Regions from separate parts of the Sus scrofa genome. Here all the other regions are linked to region 3. Evidence: chromatin contacts called from public Hi-C and targeted proximity ligation data. All regions are on one chromosome and are shown on one strand. The core of a region is the stretch at or near the end of the contact, and the rest is flanking DNA. Distances in the headings are between cores, read along the strand shown.

What was found. A called contact is a pair of places that touch in the nucleus more often than the background predicts.
Region 1: a Hi-C map of embryonic fibroblasts shows a contact between it and region 3, with 2.6 times the contacts expected there. A contact is called at or near these places in 1 of 5 promoter capture datasets (fetal skeletal muscle), 7 of 47 Hi-C or Micro-C datasets (embryonic fibroblasts, epiblast stem cells, heart right ventricle and 2 more) and 2 of 2 datasets of targeted methods (alveolar macrophages and skeletal muscle).
Region 2: a contact with region 3 is called in a targeted proximity ligation map of skeletal muscle. A contact is called at or near these places in 2 of 5 promoter capture datasets (both in liver), 5 of 47 Hi-C or Micro-C datasets (brain, heart right ventricle, liver and 1 more) and 2 of 2 datasets of targeted methods (alveolar macrophages and skeletal muscle).

Annotation. Positions count from the first base shown.
Region 1 is chr5:69,976,210-69,979,750 of Sscrofa11.1, forward strand. MICAL3 (F-actin-methionine sulfoxide oxidase MICAL3) reads right to left here. Exons shown (of 40, transcript XM_021092508.1): 7 at 3,250-3,405; 8 at 1,858-1,958. Among named protein-coding and RNA genes, the nearest start is that of BID, 120 kb to the left of the region's middle.
Region 2 is chr5:69,953,061-69,956,316 of Sscrofa11.1, forward strand. MICAL3 (F-actin-methionine sulfoxide oxidase MICAL3) reads right to left here. Exons shown (of 40, transcript XM_021092508.1): 21 at 2,780-2,887; 22 at 468-575. Among named protein-coding and RNA genes, the nearest start is that of BID, 98 kb to the left of the region's middle.
Region 3 is chr5:70,131,358-70,134,711 of Sscrofa11.1, forward strand. MICAL3 (F-actin-methionine sulfoxide oxidase MICAL3) reads right to left here and starts at 1,612. Exons shown (of 40, transcript XM_021092508.1): 1 at 1,420-1,612. It overlaps PEX26 (peroxisome assembly protein 26), which reads left to right and starts at 1,667. Exons shown (of 5, transcript XM_003126596.4): 1 at 1,667-2,493. The coding sequence starts at 2,279.

The sequences.
Region 1 (3,541 bases), core at 307-2,806, 160 kb before region 3:
TCCAGTCCAATCCACCCCACGGAGTCGTCCTGAATACCAAATAAAATGGTTTACATGATGGAGTTTTGTAAACTGAAAAGTATTTCACAGTGTTGCTACCAGCAACCACCATCTTCTGAGCAGCAACTAGACCCACGTGTCCTTGGTAACTCATCAAACCCAAAGGGAGGCGCTGAAGGTCTCAGTGCCAAGGAGGTGGGTGGGGGGGGCAATAGGGTCCAGGGGCTGGGAAGAAATACACTGAAAATGGAACAGAGGTTCTCCAAATAACACAGAAGATTCTGAGGCTCCAGAGTAACCCACCAACAAAGAAAAGCAATGATGAGAGCAAAAGTGCTTTCCACAGAAAGGACCGAGAAAATTCCTTTTCCGTTTTGGAGGTTCCCGGCACAGTGAGCCAAGTCCTTCTCCTCGAGTGGGACCTAAGCTTTCCAAGTGTCCCTGCCAGCACTTTCAGCTGTCACTGCAAGATGTAAAAGCCAAATACAAATACTCAAGTTGGTCCTGCAAACTGCTGTTCAACACTGAGGAGGTGGCCACCATGGGTTTAGGATTTAGTGGCACACACAGAAGGCATGACACCTGCCCACTTAAGAAACAAAAAGGAAAAGTAAACCAGTAATTTGGCACTCTAGATTGTTCCTACATGATGCCAACTGGTTCTAAGATGGTGGATTTAAGTCTTAGCTTAGTCCCAAGACATACCGACAAGTTCACTGGCTATTTCTTACCGACAAAGCATCCAACCAAATATATCTTGCTTGTGCTGTGGGCAGAATGGGCCATACACGCTGCTTTGCCCTGTTCTCCTTATACGCATGAAGGACCATAGGGCTGAGAAATAGACATGAGGTCCAGGAGTAAGGAGACTGGCTATGGGCAAAGCTCCCCAGTCTCCCAGCTCCTTGCCTGCAGACAAGGCAGCAGTGTAACCCAGACAAAGTGACCTGACTCATCATCACCCTGCAAAGACAAAGGACACCCTGAAATTCAGCTGTGAGTCTGTGCTGGGAACAGCACAGGCCGGAATCAGCATATCTGGTGCCTCTTCTATTCACAGATCATAGGGATAGTCATTCTTATATCCAGACCAAGACCAAGTAAGACCAAAGAAATTCTCTTCTGCCTGTGGTTCTCTGATTCCACATTCAGATCATCATCTCAGGGAATGTCATACAATTACTCATCTGGAAAAAAGGCCTTCCTGGACCTGATTAAGGGTGAACAAGAGCCTTCATTGCTAGGCCATGAAGAGGTCTAAATATAGCCTGATGCAGGCGGCATTCCAGGGACCTCTGTAACCATATCTGTAGTAAAACCAGAACTGTTCTCAGGCACCCATAAACACCATTATTGCTTCTTGGTCAAACTCCCTTTCCTCTTATCACCCACCCCAAAAGATGGCCTATTAACCAACTAATAATCAATCACACAGAGAATTCACCATAACCACAAACCAAATCACCTACAATTAAACTGAATATTTCTGCATGAAATGCTATCTGAGATTTGCTTGGGAAAACCCAATGGCGGGAGTAGGGAGTAGTCTGGGGCACTGCTGAGACAGTGCTGGCCACGTGCTGAGGACAGTTAAATCTGGATAACAGGCACATGGAGGTTCATTACACAAGTCTCTCCACTTTTGTTCACACTTGAAAATTTCCACAATAAAAGATTTTTAAAAATTAATCTAAAAAACATCAGAGAAGTGCAAAATGCATGGTCTCAGGAGATAAGTTAGGCACTCCTTTTCATTCTCAGGCAGGATAAACTTATCAGACAACAAAATTCTTTCTCTTGGTAATCACATGACCCAGTACAACAGAAAAAGTGGTTAAAGAGAAATCTACCACTCACATGCAGTATCACCCCTTTGTCCAGTAAACTCTGCTTCTTGGCTGTCATAACAAAATAGTGAGTATCATCTTTGTAGTAGACAATGTTCTCCAAATCAATCCCTGCAGCAGAAAACAAACATGCACATACGGGTTTGCTGAGATGAAGGTAGGGGTGGGAAGCCAGAAAGACTGCATCGCTCACAGAGACCTGGGTTAAGGAACTCCAGGCAGGGAGAGGGAAAATAAAAAAGACGTCTGGGAGGTTCCCGTTGTGGCTCAGTGGTTAACAAATCCGACTAGGAACCATGAGGCTGTGGGTTTGATTCCTGGCCTCGCTCAGTGGGTTAAGGATCCAGCATTGCCGTGAGCTGTGGTGTAGGTCGCAGATGTGGCTTGGATCCCACATTGCTGTGGCTCTGGCAGAGGCTGTGGCTACAGCTCTGATTAGACCCCTAGCCTGGGAACCTCCATATGCTGCTGGTGTGGCCCTAGAAAAGACAAAATAAATAAATAAATCGATTTTAACATTCAATAAATAAATGAATAAACAAATAAACCTCTAGTATGAGGGTCTGAGTCAGTTCTCAGGTTAAGCCTCTTTGATAGTCATCAAGGCAACAGGGAAATCAACCTCCTAGACTCTCAAGAGCAGGACCAACAACTGGACATCTGAAAGTAGAGAGTGTACTACTGGCTTTTTAATTCAACTAATCTAAAAAATAGATGCAGGAGGAAGAAATCACATTCTAGAAAACAGATAACTAGAATTTGCCACACATTTGGTTGCACCAAAATGTCTACATTCACAAGCCATCCTACAAGAATCTCATTTCTGAGAGTTCCCATTGCGGCGCAGTGGAAACAAATCTGACTAGTAGTATCCATGAGGATGCGGGTTTGACCCCTGGCCTTGCTCAGTGGGTTAGGGATCTGGCATTGCTGTGAGCTGTAGTGTAGGCCAGAAGCTGTAGCTCCAATTAAACCCCTAGCCTGGGAACTTCCATATGCTTTGGGTGTGGTCCTAAAAAGCAAAAAAAAAAAAAAAAAAAAAAAAGAATGTCATTTCTTTCTAGCATGTGCTTTCTTTCAAAACCAAACAAACTCAGGAAAAAGACGACACACTCCACACCTAAAGTCAGGTTCTTAATAAGCCCGAGCTCCCAGCCAACAGCGTACTGTCAGGCACCACCAGGCAGAGCCATGCCTGGGGCATGGTTGGAGGAGAGTTGGTGGAGGCAGGAACAGCCAGGCTCTGTGACGAGGACATAGGACACCAGAGCAGGGAACAGAGATCTGGAAGCATTATGCTCAGAACAAAGAACGGAGTGAAGAAAGAGCTGAAGGGTAAACAACATGGCAGCAGCATCATCCACCACCCACCCTACCAAACCGCCAGGAGAAAGAGCCCAACCTGTGGCCTCCCTCAGTTCCTGGAAAAATTTTTGGTTGAATATAAAAGCCACACCACTGATCTCTTCCACTTTGGCTTCTGCAGTTGTATTTCGGTTAATAAAATTTGCTGTAATGGCAATGGCCAGCTTGCCCCGAAACTCTTTCCGACGAAATCCTGAAGGGGAAGAAAGATACTTTCAGAGGTGGAAAGCGCTGGCTAGAGAAGAAGGAAGATCATGTCAAACAGGAGGGGTGCTGGTGAACAGAGCAGGGCATGTGGGGGATGGGAACCAATGGGAAAACTTTAGGGC
Region 2 (3,256 bases), core at 316-2,815, 180 kb before region 3:
CAGGCCTGCCACCCAGGGGTGCGAGGCCCCACTGAGCAATGCTGTGTAGAGACAGGAGCCTCGCACAGCGCAGTGCTGCCGCCCCAGATGCCCACAAAGCACTGGGCACTGACACCAACCCATAGCCAGGAGGAAACCTGAGTCCATTTTACACAATTTCATAACAATCAAACCAAATTATCTTGGCAGATTCTGATTTGAAGGTGTTCCTATGGTTTCCATGGACACAGGCCCCTGGACTCCAGTCCAGAGCACTTTAGAAAGACAGGAAATATGCTTTTCCCACAACACTCTAAGCCACGGTTTCAGTCCTAGAAATCTGTTAACAAAATTCAGACAACCTCAAAAAAAAATTACCACATGGCACACAGTGGTTATGTATGTCATGAAACTACCTAGAACAAAGCAGGTTTGTTTACCAGAGCTGTTTTATCTAGACAGACAGTGCCCTTAAGTGTATCTCTTACCAGTTCCTTCTTGTCTAGAAGGGTTTTAGGCTGTTCTTTCCTTTGAAGCTGATTGGCTATCTGCTCAGCCAATGAGCTCACTCCGCCCGTGTACATCTTTATATACTTCTATCGGATGGAGATTATAAAACAACCAGAAAGAAGGAAAATGAGAAGGAAAAAATAAATAAATTAAGAAGACAGGAAAAAAAAAACTTTGAAAGGTATAAAATGAATATAAGGTGCAGCAGCAAACCATGCCAACACAGTGCCCACAAGCAGAGAAACTAGGTGTCAGGGTCACACACTGGGCTCAGCGTAGGCAGGAGTAATGGCTGCAGCTACAACTAAATTCAGGGAGGACAATTTAGTGTTTCATGTCTTTCTGGACTGGACAGTGCAGGGAATGGGGAAGCAGGAGGACAGGATGGATGCAAACAGAAAATAAGAGGAAGAAGGGCCTACAACCCAGTGACTCAAATTACATACAAAGAACTCAAGCAGACAGGACACCTCCCTCCACACAGTGGGTGCCCAGACTGAGGGCATGATCCAGGGCCTGGGAGAGGCTTGGGAAGGTATTTCCTCATGCAAAAAGAAAGGCCAACTCTGTCTGTCTCCTCATTCTGAGCGCTTGGCTCACAGCCTGTGTGTGTGCATCAGAGGCCCCTGTGCTTTATCAGAAAGAACCCTTCCTTGTCCATCCCTTTTCTCCAGTATGTGCGTGAGCACGTGTGCCCTGAGCCAAAGCCTTCTGCGCTGGCTTGGGCCCAGCAGACATGGCTGCAGGGGCTACACTGCTGCTATGGATGTTGGAATGTATTTCTAGTCCAGGAGGAATTATTTCTGCATAGGTTGAAAAAAGATAAAAGAAAAAAATCCAACCACCTCAACCCTCTTCCTAGCAACGCTGAGGAAGTAACCATAGGAGAAAATAAATTTCAATTGCAAGCCTTCCTGCTGGAGCCCAGCTTTGAGCCTGGCCCCTAGGAAATGAGGCCAAAGCCTTGCCAATGGCCCTTTAGAGACTGCTTCCAGGTCACACGCCCCCTGTGGAGATGGCCCAAACACTAACTGTGTCTTATTCCAAGCCAGAAATGCCAGGAGCAGCTGTGCTGGGTGCCAACAACCCCTGAGGAAGTGGCTGGAGCACATGAGACGATGTGTAAGAGAATCACTGTCTGAGCAGTCCTGGGCTGGGCAGAGAATCACATCCTGGGCTGGGAAGGGACACGCCAGAGAAACGCTCCAGGGGGAAGGAACCCTGCCTAACTATGAGAACCACAGAGGCCCAAATGAGCAAAGAGCTCTCTAAGGTTCGGCTGGAACTGAGGAGTCAATGACATTTTTCAATTTAAAATATGGAGATATACAAAGAACAGTACCCTTTGCTCATTAACTCCCATTAGAAGTTTAAAAAAAAAAAAAAAAAGTGGCTCTTAGACCTAAACTGTCTTTAGATTAGAAACATTACAGAGGCTTAAGCTGGGAACAGAGAGACACCAGGCAGAGCCAGGCAGACAAGGGGGAACAGAAAACGGCACTTACTTCCTTGGAGAGCAGGTGAGTGAGAGCATGGACCTGCCTAGCCAGAGCCTTCTCTCCCACCAGAAACCAGCACTCTCAGCAAGCACGTGCAAAGGCATTTGTCACACTCAGTTCTTAGTGACGTGATAATATTGACAAGCACACCCCCAAGAGATGTGGAAACTCGAGTTCTATTTGTTTCTGGCATGAAAAGCAGATGGCTTCCCTCTACCCTCTCTGAACAAACAGTCAAAATGCAGTGGTCTCTGGTCTTGCACTGCGGCTGCCACCCACACATGAGCTTCCATACATCATCTGCTACCAGCTCAAGAATAGGAAACCAAGCAAAAGAGCAAAAGGACCTTCAAACTTCTGTGAACTACTCCACAGAGGGGTCAGCTCCAGTGCAGGAAACAGCAGAGTTCACTCTTTCAATGACTGCAATGCAAGAGGCACCCAGAATACTGCACAGTCACCACTCCATTAAGAGATTTACTTCAACCATGGTTCATGTTTCATAACACATTAACAGGAAGACACTTGGAGCTTAAAAAGCTAATGGCTGAAAGATGTTTTTATCATAATTTGATACAGTTGGAATATAATGAAAGTGGTTTTCCTTGGAGAGAATTGCTGCAGTGAAAGCTAGCAGCCTCCTTAACTCAGGGGGATGCCTACCAACCTCACATGCCTGACAGACACACACACACAACTGAATTCCTGCAGGAGACAGGCTGACATCTGTGTGGGTGAAGAGAGTGGAGGCTGAAGAGGAAGCAGCTTGGCCAAGGCCCAGGCCATGCTACCTGTCGGAGGGAGTCAGAGGAGGGAGAGGCGGGGCGGCCGGAGGAGCGGAGGCTTAGAGAAAGCTCCCACTGGTCGACAAAAAATCGACGAGAAGGCTCGGGCTCTGGCTATAAAATACAAGATGGAGAAAAAAATCAAAGGGAATGTAAAATTAAAGCTGCACAATGACCTGAACATAAGGAACTGGGCAGTTTCAGACCGTTTATCTAATAACAAATGCAGTAAAGAAACACTCTTGGTTCCAAAAGCACCAATGGTTCATTCCAGGCACCCCCTCTAACCACCCCCCATGCCTCTAGCTCACTTCCCCTCATGCTCACAGCCACACTTGCTCACATGGAAACAGGGCCCCAGGCCACAAGCCCCAAGAAGCCCAGTGCTCCCACACCACCCACCCCAGGTGCATAGCGCTGCCGGCCAGGAGGTGGTAATCCTGTCGAGCCCCTTGCTGGCCTCAGCTGGGATTTCTCTTGGGC
Region 3 (3,354 bases), core at 362-2,861:
AGCTTGAGATGGTCTGGCTTCATTAGATGGTCTGGCTCCATTATGTCAGCACTGTTACTCGGGAATCAGCTGGTGGGCATAAGAGTGCTAAGGGGTAGTGGTGACAGAGAGACCACTGCGTAGGCCCAGGTAGTCAGAGATTGGGCGAAACACAGAAATAGAAAAATCCTATTTTCATATTTTTTTTTTTTTTTTTTTTTTTTTGCAAACTCCCACTTCTTTAAATATCTTGACCTCATTCTAGGGATCACAGCACTGCACGTACTGGCAGGCTTGCTTCTTTTAAGGCTGTGCTGCCATCTCCTGGAAAATCCTGGGCAGAGCAAGAACCTTCTCTAGGATTAAGGAAGGGGCCTTTTTCTGGCAGCAAAAGCTTGGAAGTGGTGCTCCTGGAGGCAGAGGCCTGGTCCTGCCAGTCTCAACTGGCCCAGGCCTGGTCAGGTCTGTATTCTGACGCTACTACTGCTTTTCTGATTTTTCAGGGGAGACTTATAAGCCAATTCTGAGAAACAGTTTTTTGTTTGTTTACAGTCCAGTAATTATGCTATTACTAATGATCTTCATTATTGGCTGTCAAATCTGAGGCAGAACAGATAAAACATTTTGATAAATTCAGCCTTGAACTAATTCACTTTCCAGAGTGGAGTTTGCTCTGTGGGAAGAATATTGCCTGGAGAGAAAGGGGGACTTAGGGTGGACATCAAGTATGTGTTGGTCCCAAGGGCAGTGATTTCACCAATGGAGGCTAGTTCTGAGCATGAAAAGCACATTTTCTCTCTGCTCTACTTCAACCCTGGATTTACTGCTAGAAAACAAAGTTAAACGTAGTCACTGTTGTCACATCCAAGTTCTCTTTAAGCATTTATCACCATCTGACATACCACTGTATTTATTTTTAATTTTGCTCCCCTCTTTCACTATGATGGAAGCTCCACAAAGGAGGACATTTTTGTCTCCTTCGTTCATGTGGGATCCTCAGTGTTTAGAACAAGGCTGGCACTTAGTAGGTGTTAAATATCCACGGAAAAAGTGAAGTCCTGGCTTTATCACCTTATGCCATTATGGGGTCCACACTTCTCATCCCCAGAGTCTGATGGATTTTGTGCTTCTGCCTCAGCTTTCCAGGAGGACTTTTTGCAGAGGGTGGAAGGCCCTGGCTGGTGACCATGGAAGGGGATGCTGAGGCAGGCAGGTGCTGACCCTGTGCCTGGCCTGTCCGATTTAATCACAAGGGCAACGTTTTGGAGAGAGTGCAAATGGTAGGGAACTGGGAGGAACTGAAGCTCAGGGCTTAGCACAAACCTAGGAGGCTCTTCAAAGCCTGAGTGAAGCACAGAATATAATAATAAATGTAACTTCTGTATCTGTGTAAAATTACTTAATAATTACTATTAAAGCCAGGACGTATTGAATACTTACTCTGACTCAGTCCTTTACTGTAAACTGCATTACACACTGTACGGCTTTTTCACGGAATATCTATCTGGCATAAGACACGGAGGCTCAGTGTGGATCCCTGGACACAAGCGGACACAGCCCATCCGGCAGAGCGCGGTGGCCAAGCTCCTGCCCTTGGCTGGCTGTGTTTTTGCCACCTGCCAGTTGTGGGACCGGCAGCAAAACAAAAGAAGGAAGGACTGACGGGTGCTGGGCGGGGCCCGGGAGGAGGCGGTTCACAGACGCCCTCTCCTGCTCGCCGCCGGAGCCGTGTCCCTACAGAATCCAGGAGCTAGAGAAGCCGGAGGCCAGAGCCTCGGCCCGCAACAAGTACCCACCTCACCTCCCACAGCCCGCGGCTTGGGTCGGCTGGCTTCCTCCGACTGTGACGGCTTCTGGGGCGCCGTATGCCGGGGCTTGTAGTCCGAAGCCCCCCATCTGCGCCCCGGAGCGGGGCCGCTCCAGGAGCAAGACTACAACTCCCAGAGTGTCCCGCGCCGCCGGGCGCCGCTCTGCGCGCGCAGCGAAGCTGTCGGCGCCCACGTTCCCGCGCCGCTGGCGGCGGCTCAGCCCCTGGAGAGGGTCGGGGCAGACTCCTTCCCGGGCTCGGGGGTTCCAGTCCTTGTCGTGAGGCTGCGTCTCCAGGGACGCAGTGCTCTGCATATCCGAGGGTGCCAGGCTGTCCCTCGCTGGAGCCGCAGACAAGCCCAGCCGCGCCAATCTTTCCTTTACGGGCTGCGGCCTCGGGCGGTTCGTGGGCCAGGCTGTGAGGACCCTCTCTTCTCCCAGGCCGCACCGGACACCCTGCAGCCCCCAGAGGGCGGTCGCCCGGCGCCCGCCTATGAGGAGTGACCCCGCGACCTCTGCAGCCCCCCTGAGGGGGCTTGGGGGCCCCCTGCGGAGCAGCGAGCCGGTGCGCTCCTCCCCGGCCCCATCGGCAGCCGCACTTCTGCTGGAGGAGGCGGCCGACTTGCTGGTGGTGCACCTGGACTTTGCCGCGGCGCTCCGCACCTGCGAACGCGCGTGGCAGGGCCTGGCGGAGGAGCCCGCGGGCGCGTACGTGCTGGGCTCGGCTCCCTTCGGGTGACGGTGGGAGGGGCACCAGTCCCCAGGACTCTTGCCCTCCGATTGTTGGCGGAAGTCTTACTCCTTGCTTTCCTCAGGGGTGCCTGACCTTGTGCCCATTTTCTGAGGAGAAAGGGGAGGCACTGCCCGTTGAGGAGGAAGCAGTTGAGTCGTGTCACAGGGCTTAGTGGGAACCCACAGCCAATTCTTTCTCCCTGTTCCAGGGCAGAATGACATGAAGGGAAGACAGGATTGTATTGTTCAGTTGCTCCAGTAAGCAGGTGGTGGGAGGCTTGTCGAAGGTACACCCTCCACTGAGTTGTCCCCTTCTCACTTTGGCTGATGAGTGGGGATGGGGTTCAGGGCAGGAGTAGTGTTCCAGTTCTATTGAAGGGTCGGATCAAAGAATTAGAAACCTTGGTCTTGCGCTGCTTTTTCTAATGCTGCCGTCCTCTCTGGTAGTTGAAGGCATAATTTCTCTGTGGATTGTAAGGTTGGCTTAGGCCACACTAGGGAGGGGGTGGGTAGAGTAGTCAAAGCTGACCCCAGGGAGTAATGAATTGGGGAGCCCTGGCTGTGTGTTCAGGGGGTTGGTGAATAAATGCTGAAGGCTTTGATTTGGGTGCTTGGAGGTGCCTCTGTAGGTGGTGCTAGGAGGCCAGTAGTGGAGTTCCTGTGCCTGTACTGAGGCTATAACCTTTCAAATTCTTAGCTCCACCTCTCTTCCCACCCAAATATCTATGCTGTTTCTTGTCCTCTTCACCTAAGAAGTAAAGGAACCCTCCTGCTCATTAATCCACATTTCAACTGCATACAGAGCTGTGTGTTGGGCAGCTGCTGATTTGCTTCTAG